Regions from separate parts of the Ovis canadensis genome. Here region 1 is linked to region 2. Evidence: chromatin contacts called from public Hi-C data. All regions are on one chromosome and are shown on one strand. The core of a region is the stretch at or near the end of the contact, and the rest is flanking DNA. Distances in the headings are between cores, read along the strand shown.

Evidence for each region. Hi-C and Micro-C count contacts between places; a contact is called where the count stands out from the background.
Region 1: a Hi-C map of fibroblasts shows a contact between it and region 2, with 4 times the contacts expected there. The contact joins the promoter of RSAD1 here to the enhancer-like site in region 2. A contact is called at or near these places in 2 of 2 Hi-C or Micro-C datasets (fibroblasts and lung).

The regions. Positions count from the first base shown.
Region 1 is chr11:44,632,778-44,639,967 of ARS-UI_OviCan_v2, forward strand. RSAD1 (radical S-adenosyl methionine domain containing 1) reads right to left here and starts at 4,293. Exons shown (of 10, transcript XR_011247077.1): 1 at 3,965-4,293; 2 at 3,453-3,586; 3 at 3,143-3,347; 4 at 356-721; 5 at 106-169. ACSF2 (acyl-CoA synthetase family member 2) reads right to left here. Exons shown (of 16, transcript XM_069543131.1): 13 at 6,571-6,712; 14 at 6,379-6,489; 15 at 6,178-6,246; 16 at 5,775-5,917. The coding sequence ends at 5,867.
Region 2 is chr11:44,444,245-44,451,137 of ARS-UI_OviCan_v2, forward strand. ABCC3 (ATP binding cassette subfamily C member 3) reads right to left here. Exons shown (of 32, transcript XR_011247055.1): 29 at 6,814-6,893; 30 at 6,059-6,225; 31 at 1,103-1,297. Among named protein-coding and RNA genes, the nearest start is that of ANKRD40, 23 kb to the left of the region's middle. Within about 2 kb of position 1,952, the one cell type or tissue checked has open chromatin away from gene starts, as enhancers often do. A contact at or near this core is called in fibroblasts, where this site is marked.

The DNA of each region.
Region 1 (7,190 bases), core at 3,043-5,542, 190 kb after region 2:
TTTACATATGAGGAAACAGAGGGCCGGGGAGGTTAAGTGGCGCAAGAGCACACAGCCATGACTCTGCTCTCCTGAGTCATCCCATCTGTGGTTCACGGCACTCACCAGGCCCAACGCCAAGGTACTGACCACACCGCCAGTAAGTCCAATTGTGGGTACTAAGCGCCCCCTGTCGGGAGGAAGGGAACAGTCAATGGAGAAGGAAGTAGGTGGGCCGATCCCTGTTCAGGTAAGAGGCACCTGGTTACAATGTCCCACCATCTCAGGCCTTGGAAGCACCCTTCTCCCCAAAGGGCCACAACTGCACTGTCACGCCTTAGCCCGCCCAGGCCCCACCTTCAGCTTTAGGACTTACATTCCGGGCAAAGTTGGAGACCTCATACTGGCGAAAGCCAGCCTCCCGCAGGACTGCCCGTCCCTCCTGGTACATCTCAGCAGCCAGTTCGGGGTCCGGGGCAGGAAGGGCACCCTGCTGCACCTGGGTGAAGAGTGTGGTGCCCCGCTCCAGGGACAGCTGGTAGAGGGACACGTGGTCATCACAGCAGCGCAGCAGTTCCTGCAGCTGCCTGAGCCACGGCCCCACCTGCTGTGCCGGCAGCCCTAGCATCAGGTCCACAGAAACACGCCCTGGGAAGAGGCGCTGGGCCTCCGCCAGGGTCTGCAGAGCGTCCCTGGCCGAGTGTGTCCTCCCCAGCAGCTGGAGCTCAGCGTCATCTAGAGACTGGAGAGAGAGAGGGTGGAGTAAAAGCATGCAGACCAGCTCAGAGGGAGACAGAAACACCTGGCTGGACTTACTGAAGACACAGATCCATGGGAAAACCCAGGACATGGCAGGGAGCCGGAAGGTGGATGGTCAAGCCAGTAGCAAGGGTACCATTCACTAAAGGGCTACCATGTGCAAAGCATTCTTAGGCAATATCTAATTTATGCCTGGAACCCTCCAACAATAGCTCCATTTTACAGATGACAAACTGGAGTTCATTAAGTAGCTGGCCCAAGGTCAAACAATGGTGAAGTCAGACCTGGAAATTAGGATTGTCCAACTCCAAAGCCAACAATCTTTTTTTGATTTTACTTTTTATTTTGAAATTTTCAAACTTATAGAGAAGTTGCAGTTAACATTTTTGCCACTTTTGCTTTGTCTCTCTCTAAATATGTGCCAAGTTGCTTCAGTTGTGTCCAAGTCTTTCCAACACTATGGACCGTAGCCAGTCAGGTTCCTCTGTCCATCGGATTCCCCAGGCAAGAATACTGGAGTGGGCTGCCATACCCTCCTCCAGGGGGTCTTCCTGACCCAAGGATCAAACTCGTGTCTCTTACATCTGCTGCATCGGCAGGCGAGTTCTCTACCACTAGCACCACCTCGGGAGCCCCCTCTCTAAATACACACACATATTATTATTACGTTGAATTTTTTGAGAGTAAGTTATAGACCATGCTGTCTAAAAGAACCATGTGGGATGGCAAAAATGTTCTGTAATTGCAGTGTCCAATATAATAGATACTAACCACATGTAGTTGTTTACATTTTAGAAGTTAATTAAATTTAAATACTCACATTCTAAGTGTTTCCTAGCATGAGGTCAGTGGCAACTATACTGGTCAGTGAAGATTCAGAACATTTTAGTAGAATATGGTAGCCACTGCTCACAGGCTAGTAGGCACTCGTAATATCGTTATCTAAATGTAAAAAACATTTCTTAAGAATAAGGACATTCCCTTACACAGCCACAATCTAATTACAGAGTTCAGGAAATGTAACATGGACACAATCCCCTTATCTAACACACAATCTTATTCAAAGTTGGCCAATTGTCCCTAAACATCTGTTGTAGTGATTTCCTCGTCCCACCCCAATTCAGTATTCAATCAGGGGTCACACATGCATGCAGCTGTCACTGTCTCTTTAGTCTCCTTTAGTTGAGATCCTCATCCTGCCTTTGTCATTTATGATACTGACATTTTTGAACAGTACAGGTCAGTTGTTTTAAAAACTGCCTCTTAGGGAATTCCCTGGCAGTCCAGCGGTTAGGACTTGGCGTTTTCACTGACAGGGGCCCAGGTTCAAAATCCCTGGTCAGAAAACTAAGACTCCACAAACTACACATTGTGGCCAAACCCCACCCCCTCCAAAATCTCTTAATTAGTCCTAGAGATCTCCTGTACATCACTGTGTTTATAGTCAGCAACACTGTACTGTACATTAAAAAGTTAACAGGGTAGATCGATCTCATGCTATCTGTTCTTATCCATACGTGTACAAAGTCTCTTAGGTGTCCTGATGTTTTCTCACAATTAGATTCAAGATATGTAAGTATTTGGAGGCCAGAAGAAATGGTATGTCCCTTTCAATATGTCCCATAATGAAAAAGCCCTGACCCCAAACTCTTTGGTAAGTGGTACACATACTTGAAATGGGTGTGTGTGGAGTCGGGGTGGGGATACTGGCTATAGAAATACCAAGGGCCAACCTGAGAGGAACACATTTCTCTCCCCACTTAAAACCCTTCAGTGACTCCCTTGTCACCACTAGGCAAAACTGCAAGTTTCCTAGTCTGGTGCTGAAGACTTCTGGGCCCCAGCTTGCAACTTTGTCCCCAGCCTCTCCAGTCACGAGGAATGGCTCAAAGGTCCTCCCAAACAGGCAAGCTCTTCCAAATCCGGTCTTTCCCCCTCAACACCCTCCTCTGATGGACTCCTCTTCCTTATTCAAACATCACCTTCTTCAGGAAGGTTTCCATGATTTTGTCAGACTGACATGCCCTTCAGGCCATACTCCTGAAAGCCTTTTGTAGAGACCCCATTCACAAGCAGACTTTATCATGCTGCAGTGATCTGACCACCTGTCTGCCTCCTTCTGTGTCTCCAGTCAGGTAGTAAATCTTTCAAGCATCTACTATGTGCCAGGAATTGTAGTGGCTGCTTGTAATACCGGGATGAACAAAAAGGCACGCATGATCCCTGCCTATTAGGGCTTGTAGTCTAGCATTCAAACAGACAAGTAGGTGTCATCACACACTTTTCAGTGCCTACAGGGCCCTGGCACAAAGGAGGAGCTCCACAAATATTTGCCCTATGAGTGAATGTGACTGGATGAGAGACATCCTGGATGTCCCAGGATAAGGTGGGTGAGATGGGTTACCTGGAGGCCAATGGACAGCCTGTTGACTCCTGCTGCCCCAAATGCTGCCAGCCTGGAGCCTGAGGCCGAAGTGGGGTTGGCCTCCAGTGTGACTTCAGAGTCTGCAGGCAGGTGAGTTGCCTGGGCCACTGCCTCCAGGACAGCTGCCACAGTATGGGGGCTGGCCAGACTGGGGGTACCCCCACCAAAGAACACAGACTCCACTCTAGGGAAAGAGAATGGAGATGAAGACATGGCGGAGCCCTCCAGGATGCCTGCAACCTGTTCCGCTGCCCTACACAATTCCCAAGACCCTGCCCCCAGTACCCACCGTCGCACTCCGCTGAGTCTCAGCAGCGTCTGAGCCTCGGTCACCAGACAGCGCCTCAGAGCAGCCTCGTCCACACCACGGGGGATGTACTTGTTGAAGTTGCAGTAACTACAGCGCTTCTCGCAGTAGGGCCACTGGGGGTAGGGGGCATGTGAACCGGATGAGAGGTGACCCTGGGCTGCCCCGGCCATTTCCAGGGTTCAGTCGCACACACCCCCATCCTGATTCCGCGGTCCGTCAACCTCTTAGCCACACAACTCTCCAAGGGGATTAGTAAGTCCACTTCAGTAGGAGAAAACTGAGGTTCAGAAGGGAAATCACTTGCCAAGGTCAACGAGATTGTGCACACCAGAGACTTCAGTTCTCCGGGCCAAGACCTTTCCCCGCCAGGGAACAGGTCCCAGACCTCGTCTCGGGCCGGTGAAGGACGGCAGGCGGGCCCGCGGCGTGACAAGCGCCACGGGGGCCCGCGGCCCTGCGCTCCCGCCACCCCGCCTCCCCTCCCCACTCACGTGGACGTAAAGCGCGGCGCGCCGGCTCCCGGGCGCAGGGCTCTGGGTGTTGGGTCCTCCCGCGTCCTCCGCGCGGCGGCGCCTCTGAGCCATCTTGGCGGCCTTCACCCAGCCGCGGGCCTGGGACCGCGGGAGGGCCATGGCGCCCGCTTGGCTGAGCGGCCCGTCGCGCGGGTCAGGACGCGAGCCCGAGAAGCCCGGGGTAGGGCTTACGGTGCGCGCAGAGCCGGGCGGGGCGGGGGTGGGGGTAGCGGAGCGGCCCCCCCGGCGGAGGGACTGGGGCTGCGTGGCCGCGCCCTTTGACGGAGCACCGCGCTAAGGGCTCGGGGGCGTAGCGCCACCTGCTGGGCACCGACGCCCTCACCGCAGCCGCCCTGCCGTCCTTTCTCTGGCGGCTGGAGGTGTAGTGGGGCAGCTCCGCACTTGGCACCACATCGCGAGCGAGTTCCTGGATCGATCCAGGACCTGTTAGTTCGTTCAGTAGGTTTCTTCACGTTTTATGTGCCTGGCTCAGAGTTTCGGCGCTGAGGACATCCAGATGCATAAGATTAGGGCGAAGTGCAGGTACACGAGACAGAGGAGACGTAAACCAACAAGCGACAACAGGCAACCGATTTAATTCAGCACCTCCTGGACGCCAGGCCAGTGTGCTTCGTGCTGTGAGGTTGGTCTGTTACAAGGGCTGTGGAATCAGTGGGGGAGGAGAGGGCACTTGGACTGAAGGCTGCAGGGGCAGAAAATCCCTGCTTGGTCAGGAGTGTAGGCTGTCACCAGGGTTGGGCCAACCCCAGGCATCTGCTGTGAGGAGAGTCAGAGATGATGTATGTGGGACAGATAGGGTTCAGAAGAAGGGCTGGACAATCAGACACCCGAAGAACTGTCCCAGGAAGTGGAAAGACCATGGGCTTTGGAATCAGGCAGCTGGGTTCTAATTCCAGCTGTGTAAATTTGGGCAAGACACTGAACTTACTGAGTTTTCCGTTTCAGCCTTTGTGAAGTGGGGCTAATGCCTGCTTGACTGTGTTCTTGGGAAGATTTCAACAGGAAATGTTGGATGTATCTGGATGTGGATGTGTCTGTATGTATACAGTGACTGGCACTCTAAACACCCTAAATTTATGTTCATTTTCTAAAAAGTAAAGATGAGGCTGCTGCTGCTGCTGGGAGCAAACAATGGGAGATAAGGCTTGCAAGCAGAAGGAACTTTTCCTTCTGTCTCTGAACTAGAAATCGACGTGCTTAGCTGTTTTTTATTTCTTGGCTCAAGCTACAGCTTGCTTTATCCTGCTTTAACTGCCCATTAAGGAAGCCCTGGTTTCACTGACTAAGAAAAAAGATAAAAATTGGTTTGGTTGGGAGGGATGGGGGGGTAGGGGGGTGTAGAATGATAGTTAAAGGGTATAGAGTTTATTTTTAAGAGGTGATGAACATTTTTTATGTTGACTTTGTAGATCAGTGCACATATCTGTGAATATACTAAAACCATTGAATGTAACACTTTAAATGGGTGAATTGGGTAGTAGGTGAATTATAACTCAATAAAGCTATTTAAAAAATACTTCTTGCTGCACTAATCTGGCAACAATGTGAAAAAGAAATGTGTGCTGATATCTAATTGTGTTAGATTAGATAACACCCTAATTGTGTTGATATCTCAAAGGGATGAGCGAGGATTAAATGAAGTAGATAATGCACACCAAAGTGCTTAGCACCATTGTTGACAAGGAATAGGAGTTTTAAAGTGCTTTGGGTCTCTTCCCTTCTCCATCCTGTAGCAGCTGCAAAGAGAGCACACCAGCAAGAGACCAGCCAAAGTAAACAGAGAAGCTCTTTATGCCAGATCATAGAGCAGACGTGGGGAATGTGGGAGAAGGGCAGGGAGGAAGGATCTTCTCCCTTTATTCACAGGTTTAGATGTTGCTCCATCTGCTCCCGAAGTTTGAATTTCTGGATCTAGAGGAAAGAGAAGGAAGTGAGAATTAGGCAAGCTAGCTAGGGTGTCCAAGCCCTGCTGGTTTGCCTGCGACTGAAGAGTTTCTCAGGCTAAAGCCAGGAAAGTTCAGGGCAAACCAGGATGAGCCGACAAACTTGTGACCCAGCTGCCAGCCTCTCAACAGACTCTGGCTCATCACTCTGGGAGGCTCAGGCAGGGCCACCTGACCTTCTGCACCTGGGCTCCAACTTCCCTGCCCCTCCCTAGTCTCCTTACATACCTTTCCTGAGACGGTGAGGGGGTAGTTTGTGACAAAAACGATGTACCGGGGAATCTTGAAGTGGGAGATCTGCAGGCCAGAGGGGGATAAAGCATGAGGTTGGGCAGGGTCACGGTGGGCAGTGGGCTGACAGGTTGGCAGGTAGAGGTTATTAGAGAACTGAGCAACACGGTGATGCTTGGGGTGAATTGAGGCTCCCACCTTCCCTTTGCAGAAAGCCTTGATCTCCTCTGCCGTGGTCTTCTCCCCTTCCTTGAGCCGAATGCAGGCACAGATTTCCTCCCCCATGCGGTCATCCTTCACTCCCACCACCTTCCAGAGTCAGAGACAGATATCAGACATCCCCATCTGTGTCCCCTGCTCTTGGGCTCTCACCTGGGCTGGGTGCCTCACCTGCACTTCCTGAACCTGTGGGTGTGTGTGAAAGAAGTCCTCGAGCTCGGCGGGGTAGATATTCTCGCCGCCACGGATGATCATATCCTTAGACCGGCCCACAATCTTGCAGAAGCCCTGCTCATCCATCGTGGCGATGTCTCTGCAAGGAAAGCCCAGGAGCGGCCTCTGACATCTGCCTCGTCCGGCTGGCTCACTCACTCTCTCCCAAACACTTAGGAAACACCTACTGTATGTCTTACGCGACTCTAGACTCTGGGACATATGTCACAAACAAGACATTACCTGGATCATACGGGAGGAACTATCTCACATAGAAGGCAGACCAAACTAAGTAAACCCATACCTATAGCATATTTCTCTCTCTCTCGCTCTCTCTCTAAACATATCTATGCATACACCTTTTGGGGCTGGCTTCTTACCATTCAGGTTTCAGCCCAAACATTTCCACCTGAGAGAAGCCTCCTCTGATCACCAAAGAGAAAAGAATCTCCCTTCTCCACCACAGCCACTCTCTCTCCTGTGATCCTGTCTTATTAGTTGTGTTTATGAATGTAGGAAATGATCTTGACTGTATCTGTCTCCCTCCATCAGACATGTGGGAAGTAATAGCAGGATCC
Region 2 (6,893 bases), core at 702-3,201:
CCCAGTAGGTCTCGGATAGGAGTGGAGAGGGGGATATGGTGGGGATGGAACAGACAGTAGCGTCAGGCATTCTCAGCTTGGTTTCCGAGCCCCTGGGACCTGTGTGGGGACACTTGAGAGAGGGACAAGGTCTGCCCATTGCCCTGTCCATGTGTTTCCCCCGCTCCCCACACCCTACAGGTGTTTGTTTTGGGAATGAAACCTTGTCGAGGTACTCCCACCATAGTACCTCAGCATAGATTCTTTGCAGCCTCCTGCCTCTTCCTCACCCTGAGCTCCTGTGCCTCCAAAGGAGCTAGCCTGGCAGTCTAGTACCAGCTCACTTCCATCAGGCTCCTGAGTCCCCCAACCCCTATCCTGTCCTCCAGAGCTACACCTTGACATTAGGCACAATGAGAGAATAGATCACATTTTTTCCTTTTGGCTGAATGAGCTGACTCCCCAGGGAAGCTGTAAGATACCAAGAGCAAGGCTTCTTCCCTAATTCTTTGAGAAGCTGGTTCTAGGGAGAATTACAACAAGGGGTTAGGGAGGAAATGAACATATTCTAGGATCACCTGCACTTTTAATACTTTATTTCACTGATTACTTACAACAACCTCAAGAGACAGTTTCATGAAGGCTTTGCAAATTGCCCAAGGTCACACAGCAGCAGAGCCAGGCTTGGGACTCCGCCCTCTGCTTTCCCACAACAAAGCATCTACTGTACATGGACCCAAGAATCATATACCTTTCCTCAGTGGCTTCCTGGTCTGTATGCCCACAGGGTGGGAATGAGGAGCAAATGAAGCCATGGGCAAGGTGCTCAGGAAGTGACAGGATTTAGCATGAAGGATCTGGTTCCCCTCATCTCAGCATTAAGGGCTGGGGTAGGGGAGTGAACCAAGCCTCGGGGAGCCCCAACATGTCCATTCCCAACATTTTTGCCTCCAAAGTGTCCCTGTGTCTCAGGAACCATCACTGTGCACCCAGCGCCCAGGTGACCCATGCTGTTATCCCCTTCCACACCGCAGAGAATCCCCTAAGGCTCCCACACCCACACATCCAGATGGTCTGCCTGTCCCTTCGCCTGCCCCTCCCTGCTCGGGTCCCAGCGCACTACCTGGTGTAGTCCATGATGGTGTTCAGCCTGTGCGCGATGGTCAGCACTGTGCAGGTCTCAAACTGGGTGCGGATGGTGGCCTGGATGAGGTCGTCAGTCTCCAGGTCAATGGCGGCCGTGGCCTCGTCTAACACCAGGATTCGACTCTTGCGAAGCAGGGCTCTGGCCAGGCACACGAGCTGCCGCTGGCCCACACTGGGAGTAGGGAAAGCAAGGAAGTCTCCAGCTGGGTGCCCCCAACCTGCCCCCCAGGCTTTCCTCCCCAAGCTGTTTCTGTCTCTGCTCCTTTTCATTAGCCTCGGGCTGGCTCTCTTGTCTAACCTCTCCCATTTCTGCCTTAGCCCAGTACTCCTGGAACACAGAGCTGAGGTCTGGACACCACCGGGATAATGAGGGGCCTTGAGGTAGAGCCAGTACTTAACATTGTGAAATCCCCAGTCTCTCCGTGGCACCCCCGGCTCCCTCCTTCTGTGCTTCTTCCCCCGTCTCTCTCTTTAAGCTAGTGCCACCATGCCTCTGTTTCACTCTGTTAGTCATTTACACCTTAGTAATCACATACTGGAATGACTCCTCCTGGTATTTGCATACATCATGCTATCTTGCTGAGCCTAATACCACACAATTCAGCCATCTCCTGCCCCCATAGGGAATACAGATCAGGGCTCTATGGTGGGAACTCAGAAGGGGCAGGGCAGAGGAGGATCTAGGGGGCTCCCCATGTCTAGTCACTGGAGAGGTGGAGGAGGGGTGAAATGCTTATCTTCAACCCCTGCCTTGGAAGCCAGAGCTAAGGAACAAAGCAAGGCGGTGTTCCCAACCACAGAGGCTACAGCACCCCCACACCCAAGGACAAATACCTCAGCCCTTCCCAAAGGGGTGAGTCACTCCAGCCCAAGTGAAGACCAGGCTCTCTTTCAGCCCATTCCCGCAACTAATGAAGGTTTTGGCAGCAGAATGAGCTGCCAGATAGAATTTAGGGCTGATTTATGGTGGGACTGGCACAGGATACAGGTTATGCTTAAAGTGACTACAAGCTCAGGGAGGGAGGAGGGGAGTGCATTTCTGTCTCAGGTCCTGGTTGATGTGGGGATGGAGGGGTGATCTGGTGAGACGTGCTGATGGCAAGCAGGGATCAGAGAATGGGCCAAAAAACAGCTATGGGGCATAGGGTCTGGTAGCCTAGGCTTGTCTGCCAGCCACCCTCAACCTGGTTGTGTGAGATCCAGGGACTGGACACATTCATTCTTACAAGACTGACTCTGGAGGTGGGGGCATCCCACCAGTGGCTATGAGGCAGCAAGTAAAGGCTTGGGGCAAAAACTCCCACTTCCCTGAGTCCTTGCCCCACCCCTTGCTAGCTAAGTGGCTTTGGGCAAATCGTTTTATACTTTGGAGCCTCATTTCTAGCCCACAGGACTGCAGTAAAGATTAAAGGAGATAGTGGAGGCCAACGTGCCTTGAACACTATTAAGTTTTTCCAGTATTCATGTATGGATGTGAGAGTTGGACTATAAAGAAAGCTGAGCGCCAAAGAATTGATGCTTTTGAACTGTGGTGTTGGAAAAGACTCTTGAGAGTCCCTTGGACTGCAAGGAGAGCCAACCAGTCCATCCTAAAGAAAATTAGTCCTGAATGTTCATTGGAAGGACTGATGTTGAAGCTGAAACTCCAATACTTTGGCCACCCGATGCGAAGAGCTGACTCATTTGAAAAGACCCGGATGCTGGGAAAGATTGAAAGCAGGAGGAGAAGGGGACGACAGAGGATGAGATGGTTGGATGGAATCACCGACTCAATGGACACGAGTTTGAGTAAACTCCGGGAGTTGGTGATGGACAGGGAGGCCTGGCGTGCTGCGATTCATGGGATCACAAAGAGAGTCGGACACGACTGAGTGATTGAACTGAACTGAACTGAACTGAAATGTACAAGTTTTTGTTTTTGTTTTGTCTGGAGAGAGTCCACTCAGGTATGGACTGAGTAGAATAATAAGAATAGCTAAATTTCTCAGGAGTGTATCCAGTCTAAGTGCTTTCCATTTCATCACAAAACCCATAAAACCACCCTGTCCAAATGATGGCCACTAGCCACACATGACTGTGGGCTACCTGAAATGAGGCAAATCTGAATCGAGATGTGCTGCTGCTGCTAAGTCGCTTCAGTCGTGTCCGACTCTGTGCGACCCCATAGACAGCAGCCCACCAGGCTCCCCCATCCCTGGGATTCTCCAGGCAAGAACACCGGAGTGGGTTGCCATTTCCTTCTCCAATGCATGAAAGTGAAAAGTGAAAGTGCTGTAAGTGTAAAAATACACACAGGATTTTATACTTAATATGAATAAATGCAAGATATCCATAATAGCTTTTATATCAATTACATGTTGAAGTGATTTGAAATATCTAATATTTTAAAATATCTAATATTTTAGATATTTTGGGCTAAATAAAATACATAATTCCAAAATTTAATTCATCCGTTTCTGTTTTCAGCGTGGCTGTTAGGCAGCACGGTGCTAAAGGAATGGAACTGTTGTCCCATACTCCTTTCAGAGTTAAGAAAACGAAGGCACAGAGAGGTTAAGCAACTTGCCCCAAACCACACAGTTAACACAGGCACATGTATCTCAAGCTTTTAGACTCAGTGAGAAGTGACTCTGACCTTCTCTGATACATGACCCAGTGGCTGGGGATATAAAATCTGGGGCTATAAGGAAGCAAAGAAAGGCCTGGAGAGCTCACTTTGCCCACTTCTAAACCAGAGACAAAATTGCATCCAACTCGGAAAAAATAAAAGACTTCCCTAAAGTTCTCTGTTTCCTCTGGTCTTCTCAACATTCGGTCCACAGCCCCCTCATCAGGCCAAGCACAGCACTGACAACCTCACAAGAGGAAACTGACTGGGGCCTTGGAGTCTCCCAGACCTAGCTGAAAGCCCAGGCATGTCTTCTCCCAGCTGTGCCCCTTTGGCCCTAGCTCAGTCTCTCTGGGGCTTGTGTGAGGAGTCAGTGAGAAGCCTGGCACACAGACATGCTCAATACAGTAGAGCGCCCCGAGTTCAAATCACTAGGCCATTCAAATATGACCAAATCGAATGCCTTATGATTATACAGTGGATGTGGCAAATAGAGTCAAGAGATTAGATCTGGTAGACAGAATGCCTGAAGAACTATGGACAGAAGTTAGTAACACTGAACAGGAGGCAAGGACCAAAACCATCCCCAAGAAAAACAAACACAAAAAAAGGCAAAGCGGTTGTCTGAGGAGGCTGCACAAACAGCGGAGAAGAGAAGTGAAAGGTGAAGGACAGAGGGAAAGAGACACTTTCTCACTCACCTAGAGCCAGACCTCCTGGAGTGTGAAGTCAAGTGGGCCTTAGGAAGCATGACTACGAACAAAGCCAGTGGAGGTGATGGAATGCCAGCTGAGCTGTTTCAGATCCTGAAAGATGATGCTGTGGAAGTGCTGCACTAAACTTGCCAGCAAATTTAGAAAACTCAGCAGTGGCCACGGGACTGGAAAAGGTGTTTTCATTCCAACCCCAAAGGTGGGCAATGCCAAAGAATGTTCAAACTATGGTACAGCTGCACTCGTTTCACATGCTAGCAAGGTAATGCTCAAAATCCTTCAAGCTAGGCTTCAACAGTATATGAACTGAGAAATTCCAGATGTACAATCTGGATTTAGAAAAGGCAGAGGAACCAGAGATCAAATTGTCAACATTGGTTGGGGTCATAGAAAATGCAAGGGAATTAAAAAAAAAAACAACCCACTTCTGCTTCATTGACTATGCTAAAGCCTTTAACTGTGTGGATCACAACAAACTGTGGAAAATTCTTAAAGAGATGGGAATACCAGATCACCTGACCTGTCTCTTGAGAAACCTGTATGCAGGACAAGAATCAACAGAACTGGTCATGGAACAATGGACTGGTTCCAAATTGGGAAAGCAGTATGTTAAGACTGTATATTGTCACCCTGCTTATTTAATTTATATGTAGAGTACATCATGCAAAATGCTGGGCTGCATGACTCACAAGCTGGAATCAAGATTGCCGGGAGAAATACCAACAACCTCAGATATGCATGTGATACCACTCTAACGGCATAAAGTGAGGAGGAACTAAAGAGCCTCTTGTTGAAGGTGAAAGAGGAGAATGAAAAGGCTGGCCTAAAATTCAACATTCAAAAAATGAACATCATGGCATCCAGTTCCATCACTTCATGGCAGATAGATGGGGAAAAAATGGAAATAGCGGCAGATTTTATTTTCTTGGACTCCAAAATCACTGTAGACAGTGACTGCAGCCATGAAATTAAAAGATGCTTGTTCTTTGGAAGAAAAGCTATGACAAACCTAGACAGCATATTAAAAAGCAGAGACGTCACTTTGCTGACAAAGGTCCATATAATCAAAGCTATGGTTTTTCCAGTAGTCATATACAGAGGTGAGAGTTGGACCCTAGATAGCTGAGTGCCGAAGAATTGATACTTTGGAATCCTGGTGCTGGAGAAAACTCTTGAGTCCTTTGGACAGCAAGGAGACCAAACCAGTTGATCCTAAAGGAAATCAACCCTGAGTAGTCACTAGAAGGACTGGTGGTGAAGCTGAAGCTCCAATACTTTGGCCACCTGCTGTGAAGAGCCAAATTTCTGGAAAAGACCCTGATGCTGGGAAGGACTGGGGGCAGGAAGAGAAGGGGGCGACAGAGGACGAGATGGTTGGATTGCATCACTGACTCAATGGACGTGAATTTGAGCAAACTCTGGGAGATGGTGAAGGACAGGGAAGCCTTATGTGCTGCAGTCAGTGGGGTTGCAGAGTCCGACACGATTTAGTGACTCAACCACAACAAGATGGGAGTGGGAGGGCAGGAGAGGGCTGGCCTGGTGTCATTTGATGCTACATCCTCTAATGCAGCGGAGTGCTATTCCTGACCCACGCACTCCCAGCTGTTACCTGAGATTCTCCCCACCCTCGGAGCACTGGAAGTCCAGGCCTGCAGGCTGGGAGCTCACGAATGTGTGCAGGTGGGACAGCTCCAAAGCTTGCCACATGTCTTCCTCCGAGTAACAGCCAAAGGGGTCCAGGTTCATGCGCAGGGTCCCCGAGAACAAGATGGGGTCCTGGGGACAAAGCAAGTCCTCAGAGGGAGGCAGCTCAGGCCCCAGAGGGAGCCATGCGCACCAAGGCCAGGGAACAAGAAAGGGATTGAGGTGGCAGCATTTCCACTGTGTCCCCAACCCTCCAGGAGGGAGGCAATGGCCAAGGAGATAGAAAAATGCCTGTGGAGACATGATAAACCTCAGCTTTGCCAACCCAAAGTCTTCTGCTAAAGTAGAAACCTTGAGCCGCTAATCTGACTCCAAAGTGTCCAGTCGGCAGAAAAATACTCCAGAGAAGCCAGAAAAAGTGAAACATAATTCAGAGCTGTGAAACCAGGAGAGCAGGATAGAACACCTCTCGTATGGGCCATATGGAAGAGTCTGTGGTTCTGTTGGTCTAGGAGGTCAGAGGACAGGGTGATATTGAGCAGGATACATCTGTCCCTTCCAGACCCATGACACGTGGTCCCTCTGTGGCTCTGCTCCTGCTGTCCTGCTCCCCAGCTTCCCAGATAGAGGTCCCAGTCTTGAACCTCAAGCTACAGGACAAGCGTGGAGCCTGCCCCCAGGGTCACTGGTCAGTGTGACCAGACAAAGCCAGACTGGTACCTGGGGGATGATGGTCAGCTTAGAACGCAGGTCATGGAGCCCGATGTTGGCCACATTGAGGCCATCGATGTAGATTTCGC